Linked DNA regions of Macaca mulatta: region 1 is linked to region 2. A link is a contact called in public Hi-C data. All regions are on one chromosome and are shown on one strand. Each heading gives the region's core, a stretch centred on a gene start, on an enhancer-like site or on the middle of the called end of the contact. The rest is flanking DNA. Distances are from core to core; before and after follow the strand shown. Region 1 holds the start of TRAPPC8 (trafficking protein particle complex subunit 8). Region 2 holds the start of RNF125 (ring finger protein 125).

What was found. A called contact is a pair of places that touch in the nucleus more often than the background predicts.
Region 1: a Hi-C map of fetal cortex germinal zone shows a contact between it and region 2, with 3 times the contacts expected there. The contact joins the promoter of TRAPPC8 here to the promoter of RNF125 in region 2. A contact is called at or near these places in 2 of 14 Hi-C or Micro-C datasets (CD4 T cells and fetal cortex germinal zone).

What each region holds. Positions count from the first base shown.
Region 1 is chr18:60,565,450-60,571,402 of T2T-MMU8v2.0, reverse strand. It overlaps TRAPPC8 (trafficking protein particle complex subunit 8), which reads right to left and starts at 1,660. Exons shown (of 29, transcript XM_015121782.3): 1 at 1,137-1,660. The coding sequence starts at 1,293.
Region 2 is chr18:60,483,964-60,490,335 of T2T-MMU8v2.0, reverse strand. It overlaps RNF125 (ring finger protein 125), which reads left to right and starts at 3,366. Exons shown (of 5, transcript XM_015121783.3): 1 at 3,366-3,568. The coding sequence starts at 3,405.

The DNA of each region.
Region 1 (5,953 bases), core at 411-2,910, 83 kb before region 2:
AAATTAAAAACGTAGGGCATGTTGTTGTTCTTGTTACGTCCAACATTGAAGGAACTGAGACTGATACAGGCTAAAGAAAATCCAAAAGTTTCCAAACTTTGTTTTTTTGAACGGCTCCCTCTCTCTGCTAAAAACAAAAGCTAATTTGTAATGGAATTATTCTCCCACAAAACAGGGTAGCTCAAAAATACATGAATTTATGGTACAGCACTAATTTTTTTTGTGGATAAGTCATATTAAGCTAATAAACATCACAGTCGTTTGCCTGACACAGACTTATAATGAAACCCTTCAGTTCTCACCGACCTTAATAAAAAAAACTTTACTTGGACTTTGTTGTTTGCAAGATACTGGCTAAAACATGTTTGAAGCTTTACTACATTATTTTCTCCTAATAAAAAAATCCAAATCTGGAGAAAACGGGTAGCTCCTTAACAATACGTTCCTTAACAAGAGAAGACACTTCCATCCCTATAAGTATAGATAACTCCAAATATCTAGGTCAAATGAACCACAACTTGGGCTTGCTTCCTTTTCCTTCGGGCAAAAAGCTGTTTCAAGTTTTATTCGTCATATAATACTTTTAATTTTCTTGAGAGGTAAGCAAAATACCGTAGAGCTAAGAATATCTTAGTAAAATAGCTAAACGGTAGTTCAGAGATGACCCTCAACGCTACAAGAACGTAACAACATCCAGAACTACTTTGAAAGTCCAGTTTAACATCCAAGGGAGGATGACAGGTCTTCCTTACTCAGACCCTGTCGGTCTAAGAGGCAACATTTTCCTACTTTAGCGGCTTTGCAACTGCCTAATTCCTTCGCTATGGCCGTGGAGAACAGTATCAATGCCGTTCTCCTAGACTCACGTTTATCTTTGAACCAATTACTTAACGACCTAGGTTGTCCGAGGAAGAAAGAAAGTGCCCAGAAATACTGGAGCTTAGGACTGCGTTGTCTTGACAACCTCATGGTCCCTCCTCCGGCCGCCCCCGAAGCACCTCGGGGCCACAGTCCCAGACGCCACGGTACCGGCTCCGGTACGTAAACACTGCCCTTCTCTCCCCTGCACGCCCGCAACTTCCTTCTCCCATCACGGCTTTGCGAGAGCCCACTGGAAAAGGGAGGATACCACATACCCTCGGAAGTGAGGCGGGAGAAGGGCTTAAGCAGCTCCGCGAAGCTGAGGTGATTGAGACGAGTGAGCCGCTCGGCTTCGTCGCTGCACAGCGCAGCGACACAGGGGACGAAGGAGTCCGGGATTAGCTCCTGCACTGATTGTACACACTGGGCCATCGCCGCGGCAGAGGCAGCGGCGGCGCCGGCCCTCCGGCCCACCCTGAGAGGTGATCCTGCGGCTGCAGCAGCTACCGCCGCCGCCCGCCGGCCTGGCCCGGCCGGGCGGGGCCCCGAACGCACTGGAGCCTAGAGACAAGTAGAAGGAACAGGCGCCGCCGCTTCGGTTTCTGGGGCACAATCCACTGAACCCCCCCTTCCCGTCACCGCCGATCCTCAGCGCTCGTCTCCGCGTGCTCGCATTCCACCCCGATAGGTGGAGACGCCGAGAGTCACCACTTAGTCCTTCGGACGGCAAAACCTTGGTCACTGCCCGGCCGGAACCGCCATGTTGAGGCCGAACGCTGACCAACCGGCAGTACTACTCCCAGCTGCCCCCGCGCGCATCCCTCACGTGACTGTTAAAGGAGACAGTAGGGGCAAGGGAAGAGAGCTGAGAAGAGGGAAGTGGAGAGCGACGGAGGCCGGTTGGGAGGCTGGAGCCGGAAGTGCTGTGACGGAAGCTCCCCCACCCACTGGGCGAGGCGGGGCTACAAGTGCGGTGGGCGGGGCCGGGGGCAGAGGGAGGTGGGCAACTCTAGGCCAGGTTCTCTAGCTCGCCCTTGGCAGAGCGGAGCTGAGAGCGACCTGCTAGCGGCCCGCGGAACCTCGGGACGGGTGCTGTCGCAGTGATGGAGGCGCACGCTCGTTTTCCACGCAGGCCCGGCCTTTTTGACGTCCCTAAGGCTCTCTCGCTGGCTGTTGTGGGCAACCGATGCGGTTGGTCGCGCTGCTTCCTACGCTCGCCGGCGGAGCAGTGAGTTGCACCTGCTCGGGGAGAGGGTGTGGATCTCTCGGAAGTGCTTGGGGTTTCCCTGAAGCGGACCTGAACAGACCGTGTATCCTTTAAATACAGCCATGCTTTTAGAAACGGACTGTCACTTTATGTGGACTTAACCATTGAACAGAATGTGTGCTGTTGTGAGTGCTGCAATTCACTAGCGTGTAATTGCGCTACTGCATTTTTGTTGGTCGCAGGGAAAGGGTGTGCCTGCAGATCTGCGTGGTTCGTCCTCAGCCTCTTCCTTTTTGCACTCTGCTAGGATCTTTACTTACTGGTGGTGGAGGTAGGGGGAGCCAGTATTTTTATGTACTGTGTACTGTCCTGAACCAGCTTTCATTCCTAACTTTTCAAACATTGTTTTAAAGGGGGCAGGGGGCGGAAAGGTCAATGGTGTGTGCCTTGTAAGTAAAAGTGAATGAAAAGAATTTTACTAATGTGTCACTCAATTGTTTTGAGTTCCTTCTGTATTACATGCCAAAAAAATAAGGCAGGGAAAAATGTATCATTCTGTCATGATTTTATGGTGCTTTAATTAAAGGAGTCTTCCCCAACGTCAATGTCTCAAAATTTTTCGACTTCTTGACACCCTCAGGTTTTTAACTATGGTAATAATTTATGACAAGTAAGATGTAGGCTTCTCATGTAAGTTGATAAATGGGAGGTAGGAAGGCACAGCAGGACATATTGATGGCATGCATTGGCTACAGATTAATTTATAAGAGTGTCCATCACTTTAGGAGATTTATTTGCCAAAGTTAAGGACGATCCCGGGAAACAGGTCTATGCCTTTCTTCGAAGATGATTTTGAGGGCTCCAATTTTTTTTTTTTTTTTTTTGAGACGGAGTCTCGCTCTGTCGCCCAGGCTGGAGTGCAGTGGCCGGATCTCAGCTCACTGCAAGCTCCGCATCCCAGGTTTACGCCATTCTCCTGCCTCAGCCTCCCGAGTAGCTGGGACTACAGGCGCTCGCCACCTCGTCCGGCTAGTTTTTTGGTTTTTTTAGTAGAGACGGGGTTTCACCGTGTTAGCCAGGATGGTCTCGATCTCCTGACCTCGTGATCTGCCCGTCTCGGCCTCCCAAAGTGCTGGGATTACAGGCTTGAGCCACCGCGCCCGGCCGAGGGCTCCAAATTTAAAGGGGAATGGGCGGGATATTGAGAAGCACACAGTTTTCGTGTAAGCGGGGGGGGGGGGGGGTTAGGAGAAAATAGTAATTCTTGCCTTTGTCTGACTCAGTGAACCTGCATTTTTTACATAAGATGACATAAAAGGGGCAGAGGAAAAATGTGGGAATCTGCATTTTTCATAACAGACAAAATTGGGTAGGGGAACAATCAGATGTGCATTTGTGTCTGGTGGGCTGGGATGACCACCTGTAAAGATAAGCTATCAATTTGCATTGTCATGAAGTTTTAACAGCACACTAAGGATTTCCTTATGGGCAAAATATGGGGGAGACGTGTAGCTTTTCATCTTGCAGCCATCTTATTTAGGAACCAAAAGGGGGAGGCAGATTTGCGTGACCAGTCCCAGCTTGACTTTTCCCTTTGGCTAAATCAGTTTGGGGTCCCAAAATTTAATTTCCTTTTGCAAGAGATAACATCTGCTAGTTAAGGGTCTGGAAATTCATTTCCTTGAAACTATCTATGTCTGGAAATTATATTAAATCCCTAGGGGTACACACAATCCCTTTTCAATGCTTCTGATACACTTCCTTACCCTTTATAATGTGAGAATCTCGTATAATTTAGTGTGACTCAGGTTGTAAGATTACATTTTTTATAACAGGACTCCTAAATGCAAACATACTATTTATCCTAGTACTCTCTAAAAAGTTTCAAAGGCCATTTGTTTTTATGCTGAAAGTAAAAACAGCTGAATTAGACTGTTTGAAAAGGAATTTCAATGGTAATTTAGCCAAAATAGATTTTTCTGAGATATAATTCACATGCCATAAAATTTACCCCTTCAAATAAGTGTACAATTTAGTGGTTTTTAGTTTATTCCAAAAGTTGTGTGACCATTACTACTATCTAATTCCAGAACATGTTCATCCCAAAAAGAAGCCTGGTACAGGCTTTTATCATTCTGCACCCTGCCACGCCCTCCAACCCCTGGCAATCACTAATCTACTTTCTGTCTATGTAGATTTACCTATTCTGGACATTTCATATAAGTGAAATTGTAGGCCGGGCGCGGTGGCTCAAGCCTGTAATCCCAGCACTTTGGGAGGCCGAGATGGGCGGATCACGAGGTCAGGAGATCGAGACCATCCTGGCTAACACGGTGAAACCCCGTCTCTACTAAGAAATACAAAAAATAGCCGGGCGAGGTGGCAGCGCCTGTAGTCCCAGCTACTCGGGAGGCTGAGGCCGGAGAATGGCGTGAACCCGGGAGGCGGAGCTTGCAGTGAGCTGAGATCCGGCCACTGCACTCCAGCCTGGGCTACAGAGCGAGACTCCGTCTCAAAAAAAAAAAAAATAAAATAAATAAATAAATAAGTGAAATTGTATAATATTTGGCCTCTGTACACATATTACTACACTTAGCAATATGTTACGTGAATCATTACTTCACTCCTTTTTATGGCTGAGCCTAAATGGGTTTTTGTCTTATGCATTGACTTTGCAGGGTTTTTTTGGGTTTTTTGTTTGTTTTTTAATATGTAGAGATGAGGGCTCACTGTATTGCCCAGGCTGGCCTCAAAATCTGGGCTCTAGTGATCCTTCTGCCTTAGCCTCCCAAAATGGTGGGATTGCTGGTATGAGCCACGGCACCCAGACTCACTTCACAATCTAATGCCACACCCATACACAGTGTTTCCAGTGAGTAACTTCACTGTGTAAATCTACTTCTTTCATAATCTATCCTGGTCTCTTCTTTCTTTTGGCAAGGTACTGTTTGAACTGTGGAAACACCTTAAAGTCTCGATGATACTGAGGACTAAACTCTGACTTTTTTCCCCCTCTTCCCCGAATTCCTATCTAAGTGGCCTGTGGAGTCACACTCTACAAACCATAAAATGTTATCAAATTGGCCGGGCGCGGTGGCTCACGCCTGTAATCCCAGTACTTCGGGAGGCTGAGGCAGGTGGATTGCGAGGTCAGGACTTCGAGACCAGTCTGACCAACATAGTGAAACCCGTCTCTACTAAAAATACACAAAAAATTAGCCAGGCGTGGTGATGTGCACCTGTAATCCCAGCTACTCAGGAGGCTGAGACAGAAGAATCACGTGAACACAGGAGGCGGAGTTTGCAGTGAGCCAAGATAGTGCCACTGCACTCCAGCCTGGGTGACAGAACAAGACTGTCTCAAAAAAAAAAAAAAGTTATCAGATGGGTTTTATGTAAACTTACATAAAATGGTTTACTTTCCAACTGGACTCTGGCATAACATCACATGACAAAGGAAATCAAAGTATTTTACCTCAAAATATATTTCTTTGCTGTATTTTGAAATGTCCCTGCAAAGCCATTTTGTGGGGAGAGAGGTAATTCCATCTGTTAAGCATCTCTGTTGGCTGGGTGCAGTGTCTGACACCTGCAATCCCAGCACTTTGGGAGGCCAAGGCGCATGGATCACCTGAGTTCAGGAGTTTGAGACCAACCTGGCCAACGTGGTGAAACCCCATCTCTACTAAAAATTTAGCCAGGCATAGTGATAGGCACCCGTAATCCCAGCTACTCAGGAGGCTGAGGCAGGAGAATCACTTGAACCCAGGAGGCAGAGGTTGCAGAGAGCCGAGATTGTGCCATGGCACTCCAGCCTGGGCAAGAGCAAAATACTCCATCTCAAAAAAAAAAAAAAAAAGAATCTCTATTAACATAACTGGGTGT
Region 2 (6,372 bases), core at 2,117-4,616:
AAGTCGCGCAAGAGAATGCAGTGATTTAAAATAAGCGGTGGCTATGGAAATAGAAGAAAATGAGCATGGTGGCTCACACCTGTAATCCCAGCACTTTGGGAGGCCAAGGCAGCAGGATCTTGAGGTCAGGAGTTCAAGACTAGCCTGGCCAACATGGTGAAACTCTGTCTCCACTAAAAATACAAAAAAATTAGGTGGGCGTGGTGGCATGTGCCTGCAATCCCAGCTACTCAGGAGGCTGAGGCAGGAGAATCACTTGAACCCAGGAGGCAAAGGTTGCAGTGAGCTGAGATCCTGCCATTGCACTCCTCCAGCCTGGGTGACAGAGACAGACTTCATCTCAGAAAAAAAATAACTATTGAGATACATATTGGAGGCAGGATTGTGATTATGATTGATTCAATGTGAATAAGAGGAGGAAATCAAGGATGACTTCCAGGTGTCTAGACTGAGCTATAAAATGGATCATAGTGCCATTTGCTAACAGAGAGATCAACCACTGGAGAAGGTGAGGTGGTGGCTGCTATAATGAGTTCATTATTGGAGACATTGGGCTGAGGGTGTCTATGTCAAATGGTCAGTCATGTAAGCTATTGGGCTATTGGGCATTTGAATGGCCTGGGGTGGAGATAAAGATGTGAAAGTCTTTGGAACCAAAATAGTGACAGAACCTGTGTGATTTTTGAGAGAGAGAGAAAGAGAGAGGGAGACAGAGAGGAGAAGGGAAAAGGTGCTAAGACAGAATCCTAGGATCTCTAGCCCAGAGCCAGTGGAGGAGACTCTGGCAAAGGAGAGAAACAACAGCCAGAAAGAAAGAAGGAAAGTCAGAGTGCTTCCAGGAGGGGATGGTCAGCACTGACAAAAATAGTCGAGGGGTCAAGCACAAAAATAGTTGAAAAGAATCTATTGGAATGAGTTACATGAACGTCACCAGTGACACTGATAATAAAGCAGTTTTTGGACAGATGGAGGTGCAGAGGTTGGCTCAGAACTCAGAATGGACTGAATAAGAAGTGAATAAATAAGAAATGATGACATAATGTAGAGGATCAGATCAAGAGATTTGGCCTTGAAGGGGATATGGGGCAGGAGTTGAGGCATAAGTGGGATGAAAGGGAGGTTTTTGTTTTCCTTTTGAAGATAGGAATAACTATCTTTTCATCTTATTTCCCCCCACTGCCTGCCCCCCACCACCCAATGCTCCAGCTCCATAGGTCTTTCCTTTCTTTGGTCCTGTCTCATTCACTGTTCCCAGTGCTTACCACACTTTTTCCTAAATCTTTGAACGGCTCACTTCTTTTCATTATTCATGGCTCTGCTCAAATGTCACTTCATCCAAAAATTATTCTGAGTTTATTCTTCTCCTCATTGTCAGTTACTGTCTTATCTTCTTCATGGCTCTGATTATCTGAAATGATTTTATTTGTTTATTGATTGATTATACATATCTTCCTTTTGTTTGTTTGTTGTTTGTTTGTTTTTGAGACAGAGTCTCCCTCTGTCACCCAGGCTGGAGTGTAGTGGCGTGGTCTCGGCTCACTGCAACCTCCACCTCCTGGGTTCAGGCGGTTCTCCTGCCTCAGCCTCCCGAATAGCTGGGACTACAGGCATGTGCCACCATACCTGGCCAATTTTTGTATTTTTAGTACAAAAATTTTTACTAAAGAAATGTTGTATTTTTAGTAGAGACGGGGTTTCACTATGTTAGCCAGGCTGGTCTTGAACTCCTGACTTCATGATCCACCTGCCTCCGCCTCCCAAAGTGCTGGGATTACATCACTTTGGCGTGAGCCACTGCGCCCAGCCTCTTTTGGTTTTTTGAGACAGGGTCTCCGTCTGTTGCCCAGGCTGGAGTACAGTGGCATGATCTCGGCTCACTGCAGCCTCCACCTTTCGGGTTCAAGCAATTCTTGTGCCTCAGCCTTCCAAGTAGCTCACACCCAGCTTTGTATTTTTAGTAGAGACAGGGTTTCACCATGTTGGCCAGGCTGGTCTCGAACTCCTGACCTCAGGTGATCTGTCCTCCTTGGCCTCCCAAAGTGCTGGGATTACAGGCGTGAGCCACTGCCCCGGCTTGGTTTGTTTTTTGAGACAGGGTCTCGCTCCGTCGCACAGGATGGAGTGCAGTAGCGCGATCTTGGCTCCTGTGCTCAAGTGATCCTCCCACCTCAGCCTCCCAAAGTGCTGAAATTACAGGCGTGAGCCACGGTACCCGGCCTATATCTCCTAATTAAAAGTAAAGCCTGGGGTAAACTGGATGAAGTTTACGGCCTGTTAAATACATACATGTATTATATGCGTTATTATATCCCATGTGTTACATTATATATTATTGTATATGTGTATTATATACTATGTACTATTCTTACAACTGTATGCAAATCTATAATTACCTCAAAGTAAAGTTTTGTTTTTGTTTTTTAAAGTAAGTTCTGTGAGAACTGGGATTTTGTTTGCTTGTTGACAGTTGTGTCTCCATCACCAGAACTGAGTCTGGCGTGCAGTGGGCACGAAATAAGTCTTCGAAAAAAGTGTGAATTAATGCCCGGCTAATTTTTGCATTGTTAGCAGAGACGGGGTTTCATCATGTTGGCCAGGCTGGTCTCGAACTCCTGACCTCAAGCGATCCACCTGCCTCGGCCTACCCAAAGTGTTGGAATTACAGGCGTGAGCCACCGCGCCCGGCTGATCACATTTAAAGGGCGGGATGGGGAGAGTACAAACAACAGAGGAAATCCTGAGCCGCAGAGGAAACTGGAGACGGCAGGGTTTAGCACTAGAATATCTGTAAGAGAGGTAGGATCGGAATCTGAATCTCCAGAACTCTTTCCACTACCCAGGCTCTCTCTCCATTAATGGACTATTGATTGGACGACAGAGTAATGATAGCACCGTCTTAGGAGACGTCCAATCATAGGTCATAGTTCAATCTTTGCAGCTTATTGTGATTACAACAGTGGAGGATGGTCCTTACAAGCGGCTGTTCTCTGATTACCATTAAGCATGGCCACGCCCGCACTTAACTTCTGACAGTGGGGAAAGAGGCTGTGTGTGACAGCTTGGAAGGTTTACTACTGCCTCAAGTCCTCTTCTCTGCAGTTGAGGTTTCAGGTTTCAATCCTCCCAATACCACAAGACAAAGCACCTGGCGGCTGCCGCCTCCGCCTCCGCGCCTTAACCTAGGCGGTTTGCCGAAGATTTCAGCCCCGCGGCCGCGCACTCGCCCTGCCCTAGACCAGGGTTGGGCGCATCGGCGGAGGTTGCTTCTTGGCTGCGCGAGCTGCGCGCGCTGGGAGGCGGCGATCGCAGCTGGGCCGGGACTTCCTTCCTCCACCGCACGACAACAAAACAACCCTGCAGCAGGCACTGAGTGCTTGGCAGCTGTCTGGGCGAGAGGCACAGCGATGGGCTCCGTGCTGAGCAGCGACAGCGGCAAATCGGCTCCCCCCTCTGCCACCCCGCGGGCCCTGGAGCGCAGGGGGGACCCGCAGTTGCCCGTCACGTCCTTCGATTGCGCCGTGTGCCTTGAGGTGTTACACCAGCCTGTCCGGACCCGCTGTGGCCACGTGTAAGTGCCAGGGGAGCTCGGTTTGGGCCCACCCCTAAGGAGGGCGATGTCGGGAAGCTGAGGGCATGGTGTGGGGAAGGAGGGGGACGGAAGACAGCGCCTTAGGAAACTGCTGCAGAGAGAAACCTGGACCCGTCGGGTGCGGGGCCACGGGGAAAACGCCGGTCGGAAGGTGACACAGGATTTCGGGAGGAGAAAAAAGAAACAATCGGGCCCTGCAGCCCCCTTGCGCTGCCTCCTCCCGAAGTCCAGGTGCGGAGCTCCAGAGAAGGGGATCCAGGCACGGGTCCCGCCCAGAGCCAGGGCTCGCCAACAGGGGAGGGTGCTCTTGGCTGGAGAACGAGCGCTCGCCCGGGCACGAAAAAGAAACGAGCTCCAACTGCAAGGCAGGGGCTCCCTCAAAGCGCAGGTACCCCGCTGAACACGGTGGAACAGGCTGCGCTTCCCTCTGCCCCAGAAACCCGGGTCCGTTTTGTTTTGCTGGAGCTGTGCACGTGTTCCCAGAATGCCCACAGAGGCTCGTCTTAAGCAAACAAGGGTCTGTGCAAAGTGTTTTTCCACCCCCACCCCTGCTACCCTTTCCCAACACAGACACCCATCCCCTCAAAGAGCAAGTCAAACTGGAGCTTCCGAGTGACTTTCCACAAGTCGTTAGAGTTTAACAACCTGCTAGGGTGGGGCTTGGACGTTAGCCGCAAGCCCCTGAATGTACTCCTCCAAAACCCAGCCACAACGTGACAGGAGGTGGCAGACTACCTGCTTTACACGCCGTCTCTCCAAACCGGCAGAAATTACAGAGTAAAATAACTTTCTCAAAACGGCATAGTACTTAGCTAAAACTCACAGTTGGTGCAAAGCCGTGGTCGTTTCTAAGAAGAGTTTAAAAACAAAGTTCCTATATAAAATTGGCACATGCTTAATGTGTGCTTGAGTAACTGGTGGAGTTGGATCTGTGAATTCGTGCTCTCTGTTTACTTTGTGTGTGTGTGTGTGTGTGTGTGTGTGTGTGTGTGTGTGTGTGTGTGTATGAGAGAGAGAGATAGAGAGATAGTCTGACTCTGTCGCCCAGGCTGGAGTGCGGTGGCGGTGGCAGGATCTCGGCTTACTGCAACCTCCACCCACTGCAACCTCTGTCTCCCCGCCTCAAGTGATCCTCCTGCCTCAGCCTCCCGAGTTGCTGGGATTACAGGCGCCCACGACCACACCCTACTAGTTTTTGAATTTTGAGTAGAGATGGGGTTTCACCATGTTGGCCAGGCTGGTCTTGAACTCCTGACCTCAATTGATCCACCCACCTCGGCCTTCCAAAGTGTTGGGATTAAAGGTGTGAGACACTGCACCCAGCCTTCTCTCTTTGGTTTGAATTTTGTTCGTGGATGTGTGTGTGTGTGTGTGTCTGCACGGATCAGAAGCGGAAGCCTACTTAATGTCCTTTGAAGGGTGACTATAGTATGATGAAGCCCTGTGTGATACCACAGTGGCATGTACTTGTATTTGGCTTAGCAGGAAGAAAGAAATGCATTTGGCTTAGCAGGAAGAAAGAAATAGCATTATTGCTTCTGAGGATCACTTTTGAAAGGATTTAGGTAGTCCTTAAAAACATGTTGTGCACTTGCATTCAGAAGTTTTGAGGCCGGGCATGGTGGCTCACACCTGGAATCCTTAGGTGATACTTAATACCTATAGCCTTGTATCTGAAAAGCAGTTTTCACCACTGCCCACCTGTGAGCCAGGGAAAAAAGTGTGCAGCCTGCACAATGTATAAATAAAGAGTGCTTTGGGCATTATTTCGTAGCTGTATTTTCGAGGCCTGTTGTTTCAGCTTTGTTCTTAAAACTCGAGGCTTAAATTTACCCTCCTTTCTGATTACTAATATTGTTGCTCAGCTGTCCAGATGTAGCTCATTAACGTAATATCCACAGGCCAATCTGGAAGCCAAGATGGGCTGTGTGAGTCATAAAATATATTGATTATTTTAGGGCAATAACAGCCTAAAGATACCTCCATTTAAATTGAATCATTATTAGCATTAAAACTTTGAAGTTGTGCAAAACATAAACAGTGGGCATTTTGAAGATTCTTTTTGGAATAGACCGCTTTGCTGCTAATTCAATTATCTGACTGGAGATTGTTTTCCTGTTTTGGACTTTGAATAGTATAACTTACCATTTACAATATTTTTCCTTCTACTAAAGGATAATGTAAGTTTGCAAAATGTTAAATTTTTTGTTTAATCTTTTTCTTTGTTAAAGTGAATAGGAAACTAGCAACTGGAAAAATAACCATAAAATAGCATTACAAGGGCTGAACAAATTGCCTTTCCTCTCTTTACTGTTCTTTGTTTTGACAAATCTATGTCCATTGTTCTAGCTGTGGGCAGAATTTCCATATTCCTCCTTTTGGCAAACTTACTTGGGCCCCTTCCACTTTATAAATGTTAACCAGAGTCTTTTCTGCTGTAGAGATTATGAGCGTTGTTAATGCCATTTGTACATTCTAAATGAATTACTCTTTTCCATTGAAATTAAGTTGGAAAATGAATAAATGCAAATGAACCTTCTGTATTTTATTATCCCATATTGAAGCTACAGTTTCAGACATATTGAACTAGGTGGTTTATGCTGATTTTCAAGTCAAACAAGTTTAATAGTAACAGCAGTACCTTGACTGAATATGTACAGAGCACTTTATAAGTTGTATTGTGATGCAGTAGTAACTGGCCCTTATAGAAAGCTGGATTTGAAATTCCCCTCTGCCACTAGCAAGCTGTGTGACCACTGTAGGGAAATTTGAATTTGATTTTT